Linked DNA regions of Zea mays: region 1 is linked to region 2. A link is a contact called in public Hi-C data. All regions are on one chromosome and are shown on one strand. Each heading gives the region's core, a stretch centred on a gene start, on an enhancer-like site or on the middle of the called end of the contact. The rest is flanking DNA. Distances are from core to core; before and after follow the strand shown. Region 1 holds the start of LOC100272313. Region 2 holds the start of LOC100383776.

Region 1 (7,515 bases), core at 3,758-6,257, 730 kb after region 2:
AGGAAGACAGGGCCTGCCACCTACGGAGCCGCGTCGGGTCTCGTCACCCTTCCGGTCGACCGCTGACTGTGACGCCGGAGTCGTCCCGGTCTCCGAACTGCGGTGCAAGGGGAGGCGGCTCTGCAGAGACCACGGTGGCGACGTTGGACTCAGCCGGAGGTGGAGCGCATCACGGGCGGTGGCGGTTGCGATGCCAAGTCGAGATCGAGAGTAAATCGAGGGTGATGTCGAGGCAGGATGGAGAGAAAACCGACGGACGGAGGATGTTCGAGGGGAAGTGTGGGCAACAGAACGAACAGTCCAGATTGATGGGAGGCAGAACGGTGGGAGAGGCAGAACAGTGGGAAGGCAGAACTAGAGGAGGCAGACTACTCTTAGGTTCTTAATAAGTAGTAGAGATTATATATTTGTATTTTGACTAGTGATCAAGTTCCAGTGGCACATTCAAATTGCTCAACAAGAAGTTTAGGGGGCAAAACGCTTTCTAAAATTGCCACCATCTCCGACCATTCCGCTTACAATTCTCTTCCTATCTATACTTTTTATTCTTTTTTACTACATCACCCTAAAAAGTACTCCCCAAATGGAACGTTTCCAACCATTCACTCTATCCAGTTTCCAACCATTCACTCTATCGAGCTCCTTGTGTATACTATAATTTAGTTATTTCACTTTTTATCAGTTTTTAAAGTTTAAAAATTATATACTATTTGTACTAGCATAATACGCAATGTTTTTAGGTTGTTGTAATTCAAAGAGGTTAATATTATAAAGAAATAGACTAATTAAAGTGTGAGGAAGCTACCTCTCTACCCCGCCCCGCTTGGGGCACTGAGCCACTGAAGGGCTTGTTCGGTTAGGGGTGGATTGAAGGGGATTGGAAGGGATTAAATCCCTTTCTATACAAATTTAAATAGGAGGGGATTAAATCCCCTCCAATCCCCCTCAAACCTCTTCAAACCGAACAAGCCCGAAGGTGGGGTGGGGGGAGATGTACGGTTGAACGTTGGAGGTGATAACGGACATAGTCACATAGCAAAGTAGTTAGGAAATCTCTTGGTTTGAACTTCACAGGCACGCTAAGCTAGCTGAGTACTATATAGCTTCTCCCTCCATTTCTTTTTCCAAGGCCTATTTGTTGAAAAAAAAGTCTTTCAAGGTGTACTTTGGGCATTGATTTCTGGTACAATACGTTGTCAATTACTACTATAACCCAACATATAATGCCAAGAGACGAGTGGATTACGAATTTATTGGCGTATATCCTTTTGTGCAAACATATATGTTTGTGAGTCGTGAGTGACTAATCGAGGGTCAAATCTTACAATGTTTGACTTTTTCTGCATTTTGATACACTCGAAACGGAGAGAGGGTTATTCGTCGTCACTAATCTATAATACTCACACGAATATCGCTGGGAAAAAAAACTTACTCAAGCACAAATTCATCAACATAAACAAGTAACAGTTTAGTTGTTTTTTTCAGATATAATCCAATTACAGCTAGTGCAAGGTAGAGATGCGAATCCTTACCTGCAAAACTCGCTCGCCAATTCGATATGATGTTCCAATTCTGCAGAGGAGGAGGCCAGGCGTCCATGCATGAATACTGCACACCTACAACTCCAACACTTTAGTCAAAATCATCGAAGCATCGAAACTAAAAAAAAAAATTGAGGGTGGCAAGCGTGTGGTTAAATTATTACCTCAGGACGATTGTCCGTGGGATGAGCTGCTGTTGAAATTGAAAGGCCCAGAAATGAAAACGAGATGGGTAGATGCATATATAATATATATGTATTCCGGATTTAAATCTAGTAGCCACCTTTCCTTGGTGCATGGCGTTCGTATAGGATGCCTGGGCACGTACACGTCCGCGGACAGCTAGCAACGGGAGGGGAAAACAAAAGGCGTGACAAGGACAACGGCGACTCGCAGGGTATTCCTGTCCAGCAGCATTCACTAGTTGTTCTGGGCGAAAAGACCCCTGAAAAAACTTAGGCAAACGGTGGATATATATATATATATATATATATATATATATATATATATATATATATATATATATATATATATATATATATATATATATATATATATATATATATATATATATATATATGTATGCGCGCGCGCGCACATTAATGCATATTATACATACAGGTCAAGTGCATAGTATATATGACGTTATTAACTGTTACAAGCAGAGCATATCACCGTCACGCACAAAAACATGGATACATGTGCACATGTATGTCGTGTGGATGGATAGACAGATAGGTAGGAAATTTGTATTGCAAGCTATAATGACCTAGCGCGCTAGTGCGCGTCTAGTTGGTTGGCACACGGACGGAACGGGGGCCGGACCCGGCCCCGGCCGGGCGAGGGTGCATGGGCGTGGTCCCTACTAGCGTCTGTCTGTGCTATGCTACACGGGACGGGAAGATTGGACTGTGGGATTGGATGGTGCCCTACCATTTCCATTCCAAGGTCAGGGACGACGGCCGGCCCCATAGTCGTACACTGCACCCCACACTCTCTCTATCTCCGTCTCTCTAAGAGAGAGAGAGAGATAGCACAAAGGCACAAAGCTGCGTGCCGTAAACTTCCACGGGCCTACCCCCGCGTACTATGGACGATGCTGCTGCCGTCCTGTGTACTGTTCCGATCTTTCATCCCTCTTGATTCCCGGCTGTACCCATCAGTCGTCGTTCATCATCACCAGCCTAGGCCATCACAAATTTAACGCACCTCTCTCTGTCTGTCTGTCTCTCAATAACGCTGAGTGACGACCCTATTGTTATTATTGTTATTGTTATTATATTTTGTAAATAAAGAAATGAACGGATATTGCGGAGTCGCAAATCACTCACCGTGCATGCATCATCGTGTGGGGAGTGGGCCTCTGGGGACCCCAGAAAAGATGCCCCCGTTGTCAAACTCGCCTTCCCCGTGATCTTCTAGTGCCAGCCTTGTTGTTAATTGCCATGCTCCGCTGCCGCCGCCCGCCTCCCCTTCCCTTCCCCTCGTCAGAATAATGCCCACCTCCGTCCGTACACGCATGCAATAATATAATCACCTTTTGGCAAAGAAAAAAGAAGAGGCACACAAGTCCGTCAGTGATTGTGTACCACTGCACAGGTTAACTACATCCAAAATTACCTGTAGGGTCAGCTTCATCTGCTCCAGATTCTGGAGTGGACGAACGAGCACTTCTTCCCTGGGGCCAGAAAAAAAAAGGAAGTGGTCACTAGCAGTTACAGTCAAAAGGTAGGTCGTAGGTAGGTACTTACCTGGCACTGGCATGCAGTCCTTTTTATTTTCTGGCTCAACCGCAAGTCCGGTCCTGCGCGGAGAGGAAAGGGAGAACAGATGGTGACATCGATTCTAGGAGCACGTACGCATCTATATATGTATCCGCTGAATTCAAACAACGACAGTTGATAGCTGGCATATAAAATCTCCAGAACTAGTAACATATATATGCACATATCCAATCTTCAGAAAACAATAACATAATGCGAATATATGCCATGCCACCCTACACGCCAACAGACAACGCAAGGCTCCAGAATGGATGAGATCCGTTGCATGCATGGGGAATCAAACGACAACGAAATGGTCAGCTGGAAACGAGACCTACAAAATTCACCGATCAGAGCTCTCTCTCTCTCTCTCTCATTCGTGGACACGTTTGCGTTTTGTTTAATTGGCGAGGAGCATCCGCCCTCACATGCATGGGCACACAGACGACGGATGCCGTTACAATCCTAATCATGGATAAAGAAACGCTCGTTCCCTAGACAAGCAAAAGATACCCAGCAATAATACGCCAATTGACTAGCCCGTTCCCAGTACATTACTCAGAGAGAAATTTGTCTCCTCCAGTGGACCCCTTTTTTGTATGAAAGAAGAAAACAAAAATTCAAGGGCGCTTAAGTTCCCTCCTTGCAGTGATCAGTGCCTCCATTGACGCTAGCGACAGTCAATCGGACAAATCATTAATTATACTCGCGTACCTGCATCGCGATTATGGGAAGCTTGATTCTTGACAGACATCCAGCGCCCGCGACGTGCTTCTATTGGTGTTGGACCGGAGCAGTAACCATTTCTGATTAGAATTGCTAGCTGCCGGCCGGCGATAAACAAAGGAAAGATGCTCTCTGTCCTGGAATACGAACATCACTGACATCGCCTTTTTTTTCCCTCCCCCCACGACCCTAACTGTGATGATTGACCAAGCCTTTTCCTTCCTCACCAGAAAGAAGTGACCCAGTGAGTGAGTTACCGTACCTGAAAAGCAAGAAGAAAAAAAGGACAACACTTTGGTCTGACGCATAAAATCTTGCAGGTGACAAAGAAAATGAGATGCACATGCACGGAACGAACAGCAGCTAAGACAAGGAGTCTTAATTAGCAACAGATGAAAGGTGGACAAGAGGCCTCTTCCCAACTGTGTGCTCTGCCGTGCATGGAGCACCCGTGACACAGAAGTAGCTGCGGAAAAGAGAGAGAGAGAGGGAGAGAGAGAGAGAGAAAACCGGCTGCTAAATGTCACAGTCACTTACCATGGCAGCAAGAGCATCAATCCGTGTCCTAATAACATGAACTCTGGTCTTTCAAAAAAAAATAAATAACATGGACTCTGAATATGGACACGCGTGTTTCACTTTCACTGGGCTTGTGCCCGAAGAAACACACCGGGCATGCATGGGAACCGGGGTGCAAAGGAAGATGGAGGGTGGTTTAATGTAACAGTTTCTTGCACAAAGGTCACGACAATTAAATATCGGTGGAGGTGGCTACGGGGCTACCCCACCGATTTTGGCACCAGACATAGATTCTTAGGAGATGATGAGGCAGACGCCCACACACACAGCCGGAAGCAGGCCAAGGGAAGGGCTAAACCTCCATCCCTTGGCACAAGCCCCACAAGCCACAACCACCACCTCCACCTCCACCACCACCTTTAAAAGAAGGGTGCTAAAGGGCTGTCCTGCGAAGAAAAGGAGAGGAGTGCCCCTAGCCTTTCCTTGCTTTCCACTGAAATCTCCTATCTGCAGCCATGCAGTTGCTCAATCCTGGCCTCAGATGAAGCCCAACCATTCATTGGTATATAAGTCGCTACAACCTTTGCAATTTCCCACTACTTCAGAACATCGTCGAAGAAGCTCTGTGCTACCGGAGAAGGTGTTCGTCGTCGTGCATAATTATACATTCCGCAGACCTGTAAGCTCTGTGAGTTTGGTTGGAGCTCCCAGGTTCTGCATTGCGTTGAGATGGGGAGGCATTCTTGCTGCTACAAGCAGAAGCTGAGAAAGGGGCTCTGGTCCCCTGAGGAGGATGAGAAACTCATGAATCACATAACAAAGCATGGCCATGGCTGCTGGAGCTCTGTTCCCAAACTCGCTGGTATGTACGATGAAATTTTTCTTCCCTTGGTCCTCAGTTATCAACTCTCAATCCTCCCCTTCTCCTCCCTCTGCATTTTTCTCATTTCCAATTGCCAGCTGAAACCCCTCTTGTCTCTCAAATACCTCTCGGTCAGTTCAATTATCTAAATTCGAGAAGACAAATTGTTGCAGGGCTTCAAAGGTGCGGAAAGAGTTGTAGGCTGAGGTGGATAAACTATCTGAGGCCAGACCTCAAGAGAGGGGCATTCGCCCAAGACGAAGAAGACCTCATCATCGAGCTGCACGCTGTCCTCGGGAACAGGTAAATTTGAAGCCTGAAGAAGTAGTATCAGAATTCTAGACTGCATATGTGCAAAGCAGCAGTTGGTAATTTAGCTGATATTAGCACTTTACTTTTTCCATGAGAAGGTGGTCTCAAATTGCAGCGCAGCTGCCAGGGAGGACTGATAATGAGATCAAGAATCTATGGAACTCGTGCATCAAGAAGAAGCTGAGGCAGAAAGGCATTGATCCCAACACCCACAAGCCACTTACTGAGGCTGATCGCGGCGGTGCAGCTCCCACCATCAGCACCGAGAGAACCTCAGGGTCCAGCGACGTCAACCCATCAAGCACTGGTCCTCTGGGGAACTTGAGCCCCCTCCTCAGCGAGACGGCTCAATCATCAATGCTGATGCCCGTGTACGACAAGAATCGTGCTGAAACACCAAACTTGGCACGCCCTAAGCTGCCACCAAAGGAGCTGTTCCTGGAGCAGCTTACTGCTGGACATGAGAGTCCATCAACCTGCCACTCATCAGGCCAAACTCTCTATTTCCCTTTCCAACAGCCTTTAGGCTACAACAGTGAGAGTGGCAGCAGCGATGGGGCGAATATGAATTCACTCTGGTTCAACCAGAGTGACTTCAACTGCAGCACAATTTCTACAGTGATGCCGCCAGTTTCACCATCGGCCCTCTCTACATCAATGGGGCTGAATCTTCCACCTGATAATCCTCGACATGGAGGAACTGGCATTGGAAGTACCGCAGTAGATTCATTCTACTGGGATGGTACTAATCCTAGCAGCAGTAGCAGTACTGGGAGCAGAGGGAGCAACAGTATGGGATTTGAACCACAGAGCACGAGCACAATTCTGGAGAACAGTGTCTTCCCATGGACAGACATTGGACAAGAAAAAGATACAAGGGCTCACCTAGTTGCGGAACTTAAGTGGCCTGACTCCTTTGCCGAGACGACCACAGCCATGCAGAACCAGAGCCAAACGCTTTATGATGATGTGATCAAGGCAGAGAGCCAATTCAACATAGAAGGGATATGTGCTTCTTGGTTCCAGAATCAGCAGCCACAGCAACAGCTGCAGGTAGCACCAGACATGTATGACAAGGACTTGCAAAGAATGCAACTATCTTTTGAGAATATCTAGGCATTATGTTCCACCACATGGAAGAGAGCAGATCAGAAGAAGCAGAAACTCGTAATTTTCAGAGATTCGTGGGCAGAATTATGCTGAATTGCTCACATAGATACGTTAAGTTGATACAGAAATCATCCTCCACAGCTGTTCCTCAGTTGAAGAGCTGGCAATATCAAGGAATGGACAGCCCTGGCATTGGAAGTTGCAGCAGGATGCATAGGAAAGTATGTTCTAGAGTCTCCTTTCCTTTCTCTTGAAAATTGATGTTTTCCTTCTGTACACGACTGAACTTTTGCATATTTGAGTTTTTGTTCTCTCTGGTGGAAATTAAATAAATATAGATAGCCATAGGCAAAAATGCATGTGTCGGTAGCTCTCAACGTGCAAGTAGCCCCAAACTTTCAACTGCTGCCATGCATGTCCATGCAAATTAATTATTGCATGTTGTATTTTTCATTTCTTTCGATAAGTTGCCGACAGACGGCAGTTGTATATTTGTAAAGGAAGAAATTTGAAATATTGACCTGAGAGCTACTTTCGTCCCCTTCCATTTTCCTGTTCCTGTCGTAAACGTTTCTGTGTGGAGAACCCAAGCTACTTGATCGCTTTCTACTTGAATACAGGAATGGAAAAGGACTGGTTGATTTGATAGGGTCCAAAAGAACAATCACCCTCAAAAAGAAGT
Region 2 (7,182 bases), core at 1,143-3,642:
AAACCCTTAAAAGAAACAAAATAGATCACATCATTTAGCTGAACTGTATTCATGAGTAACAAACTAACAAGTAGCCCATAATTTACTACTGAGAACTAGAATACTGAAACAGGACATATCTATTTTTGAAGAAATTGCCTTATCTTCTAAATAAATGTTACTTGATGTTTCTTTTTTTGTAGAATATCTACAAGTACTTATGAAATTTATATTGGCAACTATATCTTCTTAGAGAAAGACAGGCCTGGTGCAATGGTGACACCTGTCTCACTGAGTCACCAGGTCGTGGGTGTCTCTTCGTATATCTGAGGGAAACGCTTGCCTCAGTTTATCCCTTCCCCAAAGCCCACTCATGTGGGAGCCTCCGACACAGGGTATGCATTTTTTAACTATATCTTCTTAAAACTGTTGTTACATTGGGAAATTATTTGTCTACTCACAGAACAGAAATGACCAGAAATGTTGTAAACCAGCAATCCTTGGTGCAGAGTGCAGACTAGTAATTTTGATGAAAAACAGACAATGTTGTAGCTCTGTTTTCTACTTATCTTGTTAGCAGAATACAAGGATACACATTATGGAAAAAGGAAGTTAAAAGAGTGTTACTGGTCAAATAAAATGGCCTTCTAGAAATAAGTGTGACGTCATAGTAATTATTGCAGAAATACATTTAAGAGGAGCTGTGCATATAGGAGCTAACCGTCATTTCCTGAGACAGTAACAAGATACCGTTGAGCTACCAAATCCATGCAGTGACCATAGCGAGGACCAGGCCCCGCCCCTTGAACAACAACCCTGCAACAAATGCCAGAGAAAGAAAATGTCAGATCGCAAACCGACAAACAAGATAAAAAGGAAAGCACATGGTAAAAAGAAACAGGGTGTCTTGAGTCAACCTAACCTGTGCCATTTAAACTTGTCGTTTGTGAGGTCAAGGACATAGAGATCGTCTGTGGAGTGCCCTGCTGGTCCAATTCCACCCTGCGTCACCATTTTGTAAATCACAACTGAAAAAAGTTGGCGCAGAAATGGAATTTGAAGATCCCAAGTCCCTAGTACCTGGAAAACAACCATGGTGCCCACTGCAGCTGCAGCATGCGCGGCCCTCGGAGACGGAGGCTCTCCAGCAGGATGTAACCTGCAGAAATGTAGAATGTAACCCCGATCATTCAGTGAATCCATAATCCATTTCACCACAAACAATGTTACGCAAAGCTGGCAGTCACCACACTACCACAAGGACACATTCCAAACAAGCAAGCGACATAACAAGCACTGAATTATGGATGGAAAGCATACAATTCTATGAAGTTCTGGTCAGAATAAAAAAAATACATACAAAGTTCACCGCACTAACCAAACTATTATCGCAGACAGAACCTACAAAATTGACCTCCAGTAAAGCTCCAAAGCAAGAGCAGGAGTCGAAATTGAGCTAAATGCCCGCGTTCCAGGAAGCGAGGGGAGCGAAATCTAAAGAGGGCAGTGGCTTGTACCTCGTCCACCTGCGCGTCTCCACGTCGTACGAGTGCACCGAGTTCGTCACCCCCGCGAGCCCTTCAGTCACAGCCAAAGGACGCCGCCGTTAGATCGCGCAAAGAAGGAGCAAACCGCGGGAGGGTGAGACTGTAAAGCTTAGCTGGCGCGAGGGGCGGGAGAACCGAACTGATGCCGGGGAGGCCCGAAGATGCGCCGGTCTCGATGGCGGTGGCGCCGCCGAAGAGGATGAGCCGCGGGCCGTGGCCCTTGGTAGGCGCGACGGCGGTGAGCGAGTGGGCGCACCTGAAGCCCGGCGCGTCGTCCCCCGCGCCCTCCCACCCCTCCACCTCCCTGTACGCCGGCGCCGGCACCACCCACGCGCCCTTCCCCGCTGTCCCCATCCGCTCCTCCTCCTCCTCCTCCTCCTCCTCTTCCTCCTCACAAACCCCTAAACTCCTCCAAACGCTAAACCCTAAGCCTCGGACGCCGCCCCCGCCGCAGCCCGCAGCCGCGTGGGATCCGAGGGAGCGAACACGGAGGGAGAGAGAAGGGGGGAGCAGAAGCGCAGCGCAGTGGAATTCGGAATTCGTGAATAGGACGGGGGAGACGACGGCCGCGGTGACAGGTAGTAGGGTGGGAACGCGGCGGGGCCCTGGTGGCGGTGGGAGGGGGTTCATAGGGTGGGACCGGAGTGTCGGTGGCACGTGAGTAAGTGCGGCTGTGGATGTCGGGAGTCAATGGGGGTTGCTGTCAGTGTCAGCGACAGCTCAGGAGTGGGAGGAGTACGCCGGAGCGGAGTAAATGGCGGGCGCGGCCGCCGCCGTGTGGGAACTGGAGTGTGGGGCTCCTCCCGCTGCCAAGGCTCCGTTTTGATAGCCAGTGCGGTGCGGGTCCCAATTTCCAGACCACACCTTGCTGTGTTTCTCCATCCTAGATCCAGAATCATCAGTATTTCTCCTTCCTCAGATCATAGGCATGTCTAGTGCTGTGAATATGGTCCAGTCTTTTTGAACCAGCACGAGTACGATACGAAAACAGGAGTCTAAAGTACGGTTTGACATGAAATAATATGGACCGATCTAGCATGGCTCGAAGGCGGGTCTGGTTGGGCCTCCAGCACGGTCCGCACAGATGGGTCTCCCATCTTAGACCGGCACGGCCCAATAAAACCCAAGTTATTTAATTACTTTAATTTAGTAAGCTATCGACTTTATATTGCTATGATATTTGGAGTTTATGTGGTGAAATGATGATATGATTGTTTAATATCTTTAATTTATAAGCTATGGACTTTATTTGGTTGTAATATTTTGATTTTATGTGGTCAAATATATGGGTCGGGCTTGGGCCGTCACGGCCCAACGAACACATGACCTGGTTTAGGGCCGGGCTGGACCACTGTTTTTATACTTCCGGCTGGCACTGTACCGTCCAAAAGGATTTTGGGCTTTTCTAACTCGAATCCGTTTGACACGAAGCACGATAGGCTTGGGTCGGGCCAGCTGACCCGGTCTAATTCCCAGCACTATTCATGTCAGAATACCCCGTTGGGAATGGATTTTCTTTTCTTAGAAAAAGTAAAACATTAGAAAATTCTTTATGCGCTGTTGAAAATTTGTATTTATCTTATTTGCTGTTAAAAAAAATAAGTTCTTTATCTGTCGTCGTCTTTAACATCCGTGCATTTGTCCACCGTTATCGACTTATTCCATATAATTTGATTAGGCTATGTTCAGTATATGATTGCACAAAACACTGTTTTACAATATAGGGTTTCTCTATTTTATTATGTTTTACAATATAGGGTTTCTCTATTTTATTATGAAACAGGAAGAAGATACATTTACATTCATTACATGATCGGCTCGTGGCCTGGTAAACGAACTCCTAAACTACCTTACTCGACAACGGAATAGAAAGGAAAAGGGATTACACCACCAAAATCTCTACTGTCATTGCGTGTTCTGCCACCATTCCATATTATTCCATGTCCTGCTATTCTCATTCTCCCCTTCCCGCAAAGATCATTCCCATTCCCCCGTACAGCTTATGTCTAGCTAAAAATTAAAAAAACACAACAGATGGCTCTCGAGGGGATTTGAACCCGCAACCCCTTAGGCAAATGCGAGCAGTAGCTATTGCTACACCACATGTGTGTTTATGTTTACATCTATGACAGGAAAAATATCTATTGCATCTCTTCTCAAGCCCACATGCTACCCTTGCATAATATGTAGTAATAAATAAGTATCATCGAGATTGTTGAATTATATTTTTGGATGGAATGAGTAGTATTTAAAGAAGAGCCTTGCATGTAATTTCTTTTGTTTGAATAATGTTTTCAACTTAAAATCCTTTTTTTGCATGTGTGGCATTTATTCTTCGTAATATTTTTTTAATGGATCTGACTTGTGAGTCATTTTCATAAATCAACGCCAAGGATAAATCCGTATTTCTTACTTGGAAACCCCGAACAAACACCACTAGCAGGAGGCGCTTGCGTTGGCGTCGTTCATCGACAATGAGAAGAAGCTTGGCGACTACCAGCTCGACCTCTGGAAGCAGTCCTACGTGGCTGCATGCGCCGTTATGTACGACAAGCTTCGGCGCAGCCGTCGCTTGGACGCGGTTCAGAGCGGTTGCACCACACTGTCTACCGTCCAGCAGAGGTACCTCATGGTCATCGCCAACGTCGACGACTCTCGGGTTATTCTAGGCACTGCATCCGACGACGACGTCATCATGCCGTCCAGCTCATCGTCCACCTGAAGCCCAGCCTGCCACGTAAGTCGCTACTGACCGGCCATGCATTCTTGTGCGCTAGGACAACGATCGTTCTGGCGTTGCGTGAGTGTCCTCGAACATGATGTATATAGAGGAGTAGTGCATCCGGTGGTGCTACGGTCAGGTGTACTACCTCGCTGATGAGCCCGAGGTGCACTTCGTCTGGCAGCCCAGCCAAGAATCAACGATACTCGCCATATCGCGTGCGTTTGATGACTACTATATCAAGGACTGTGGCGTCATCTTGGCGTCGGAGGTGACGCAGAGGAGGACTAACAACAATGACCAGTTCGTCATCCTCGCCACCGTCGGGGTAGCTTTTGTGCCGGCCTGCCTTTAATTCTCTTCGCAAACACACACACTTGTCTTTTTGTTTAAGCAAGCGTGTATGGTGGTGCGTGCCTGATGACTGATGATGTACGAGAGAACTTCCGGTAGGTGTGGAACGTGCTCTACAATGATGAGACCATGGTGTGGAACATGCTCTACAATGATGAGACCATGCAAATCGTGGCATATATCGAAGTCTGCATAATAATGATGATTGTAGTGTAATAGTGAAACAGCTAGATTAAAATAACAAAAATTTATGTATGGCCAAGATCATAAATAGATTATGAAATCTTTTCTCATAACAGTATAACACACATTTTGTATATAAGTTATCGTGGTATTATATGTTCCCGTTGCAACGCACGGGCACTCACCTAGTCACACATAAGGTTGAACCATGGCTATCAGAAAAAGGAGCCAACAGTTTAGCATCCACCACCCGCTAAAGTCTAGGAAAATGAAGAGAGGTGAAACAACAGCAGGATGTCCATTGTAGACTGAACCAAAGAGCACTACAACGTCAAAACGACTTATTTACATAATATATGTATGTCGATTGGCGCTCATCCAAAAACCCTGTTAAACACCACTTTAGCCATTCTTCTGATGAGCCTGTTTCCTATTTCCAACTACTTTCTTGCCGTCTCTTTCTGGATTAAAGCTCAGAAGAAATACATTAGCATGGTTAGAATCAATTTTGTCATTAAAACACATATCATTTCTAATCTTCCACATGGTCCACATGACTGCACCACATCTAATGGTTAAAAGGTTTCTTTCCTTAATCTTATGATTATAAAGCCATCCCTCAAACAGTATTTCAGAGTTTCTCGGGCAGTTATGAATGTTTAGAGCAATTTGAATTACTCTCCAAGTAAAATGAGCCACTCGATAATAAACAAATATGATTTTTTGATTCAAAAGCCCCACACCAAACACATTCAGTTCCCCCTGCCATTTCCTGGCTCTCAGGTTTTCTTTTGATAATACTCTGTTTTTTAGAACTAACCACAGACACACTTTGATTCTCTGTGGTATTTTCACCTTCCAGATGAACATAAAAGGCGATTTCTCAAGATTACTTCTATATATTTGGTGTAAAGGGACTTCACATTAAATCCTTTGTTACATAGCTTGATGAGGACATCAACCCCAACAAAGGAACGACTACTCCAACTAGACCAGCACAGGTGCCACCAGGACCACTCACTCGAGCTCGTGCACGTGAATTAAACTTCGTGATGATTCTGAAGAATGAAGGACCAGACCTTTCCTGAAGTGCATGTGCCATCTATGCTCGTGATGAGTCTATCCAGAATAAAGTCTAGGTGTTGCGCCACCTATCTATCTTTTAGTTTTGGAAAGAAATAATCAATAAGGTACTGTGCCACCTAAATAAGGAATGTGGATCAAGGAGGTGGCTGATTGGACGTCTATTCCCTGCCTTGTGGGCAGGAGATTGTGTGGCGTATTGGGCGCCTATTCCCTGCCTTGTGGGCATGAGATGGTATGGCTGATTGGGCACCTATTCCCTGCCTTATGGGAAGGCTGGACACCACCTCCTACTCCCTATTTAATTAGGGGTTGCGCCCCCTCCTAGAGTTAGGTTTTCTTTGATAGTTTTAGCCATCATGCAAACTTCTTGTACTACAGTTGTGCTCTACGACCACCTGTGGACAACCTAGTGAACCCCAACTCGTGAGTGATTGATATTCAGTTTTACCTATATCTTGTTCTTGCTTGTTTCTTCGATTGCTCGCAGAAATAGAACTTCGTGTTCAGGTTGATTTTGCCAGCAGCATGGTCAATAACCATTTGGAGTTGATTCTGCGATTGTTAAGGCGCCACGACCTGTCCGTTTGTAGTCAGATCGCGAGAGTCACCTCCTCCACCAATCGAAATTATCCACCTCACTGAAAGGTCGGGCACTCCAGCTGTATCAAGTGGTATCAAATTTTTAGGTTGCTCGGTGAGTTTTATCCCTTAGTTTGAGAGTTATTCATTGTCCCAATGTCCATCAGAAAAGCTACAAAAAATTTAGGCTAGAACCTTGTCCTAGAACCATTTGGCCTTGCACTTTTCTTTCAGTAATCTTGTGTTGTTGAATTTGTGTGCATTTGCATCAAGTGTTGTTAGTTGCCTCGTAGTTTCGTTGTCACCGCCGTTTCTTTCGTTCGTACATCCCACGTCCGTCGTTCCCCACCATTCTTCTTTCGTTCATACGACCACGTCTTATTTTCCTCCCTCTTGTTTCGTTAGCACGTTTTCAGCCTTGCTGATTGGAACACTTTGGGGCGCTGGATCTGGTTATCAAAAAAAGGAAAGAAACACAAAAGACAACATAAAGGCATGATACAAAAAATATATCAAAAAAGAAAAAAAAAGGAAAGTGAAAGAAGGCAACCAGAAATTAGCGCGCCACATTTCCTTACTCGACATTTTTGTGTTTAGCAAGCCAAACCTGCAATCAGAATTAGTGGGCGCCTAGCATCTTTGTTTTTGGAAAGCAGCCACTCTAGCTTGTGTGGCCCTTCTTTCCTTGTTCAGGAATTTGGTGCGCCCAGGAGTCTTGATTCAGCATCGTTA

The links. A called contact is a pair of places that touch in the nucleus more often than the background predicts.
Region 1: a contact with region 2 is called in a Hi-C map of ear, with 2.5 times the contacts expected there. The contact joins the promoter of LOC100272313 here to the promoter of LOC100383776 in region 2. A contact is called at or near these places in 2 of 25 Hi-C or Micro-C datasets (ear and tassel).

Annotation. Positions count from the first base shown.
Region 1 is chr8:132,658,638-132,666,152 of Zm-B73-REFERENCE-NAM-5.0, forward strand. It overlaps LOC100272313, which reads left to right and starts at 5,008. Exons shown (of 3, transcript NM_001146797.1): 1 at 5,008-5,411; 2 at 5,585-5,714; 3 at 5,822-7,128. The coding sequence starts at 5,279. The coding sequence ends at 6,839. LOC103635907 reads right to left here. Exons shown (of 13, transcript XM_035961804.1): 2 at 4,019-4,292; 3 at 3,293-3,345; 4 at 3,162-3,219; 5 at 2,873-3,078; 6 at 1,825-1,986; 7 at 1,706-1,734; 8 at 1,533-1,608. The coding sequence starts at 2,879.
Region 2 is chr8:131,934,873-131,942,054 of Zm-B73-REFERENCE-NAM-5.0, forward strand. It overlaps LOC100383776, which reads right to left and starts at 2,393. Exons shown (of 21, transcript XM_008657072.3): 1 at 1,667-2,393; 2 at 1,497-1,557; 3 at 1,060-1,138; 4 at 902-981; 5 at 701-795. The coding sequence starts at 2,156.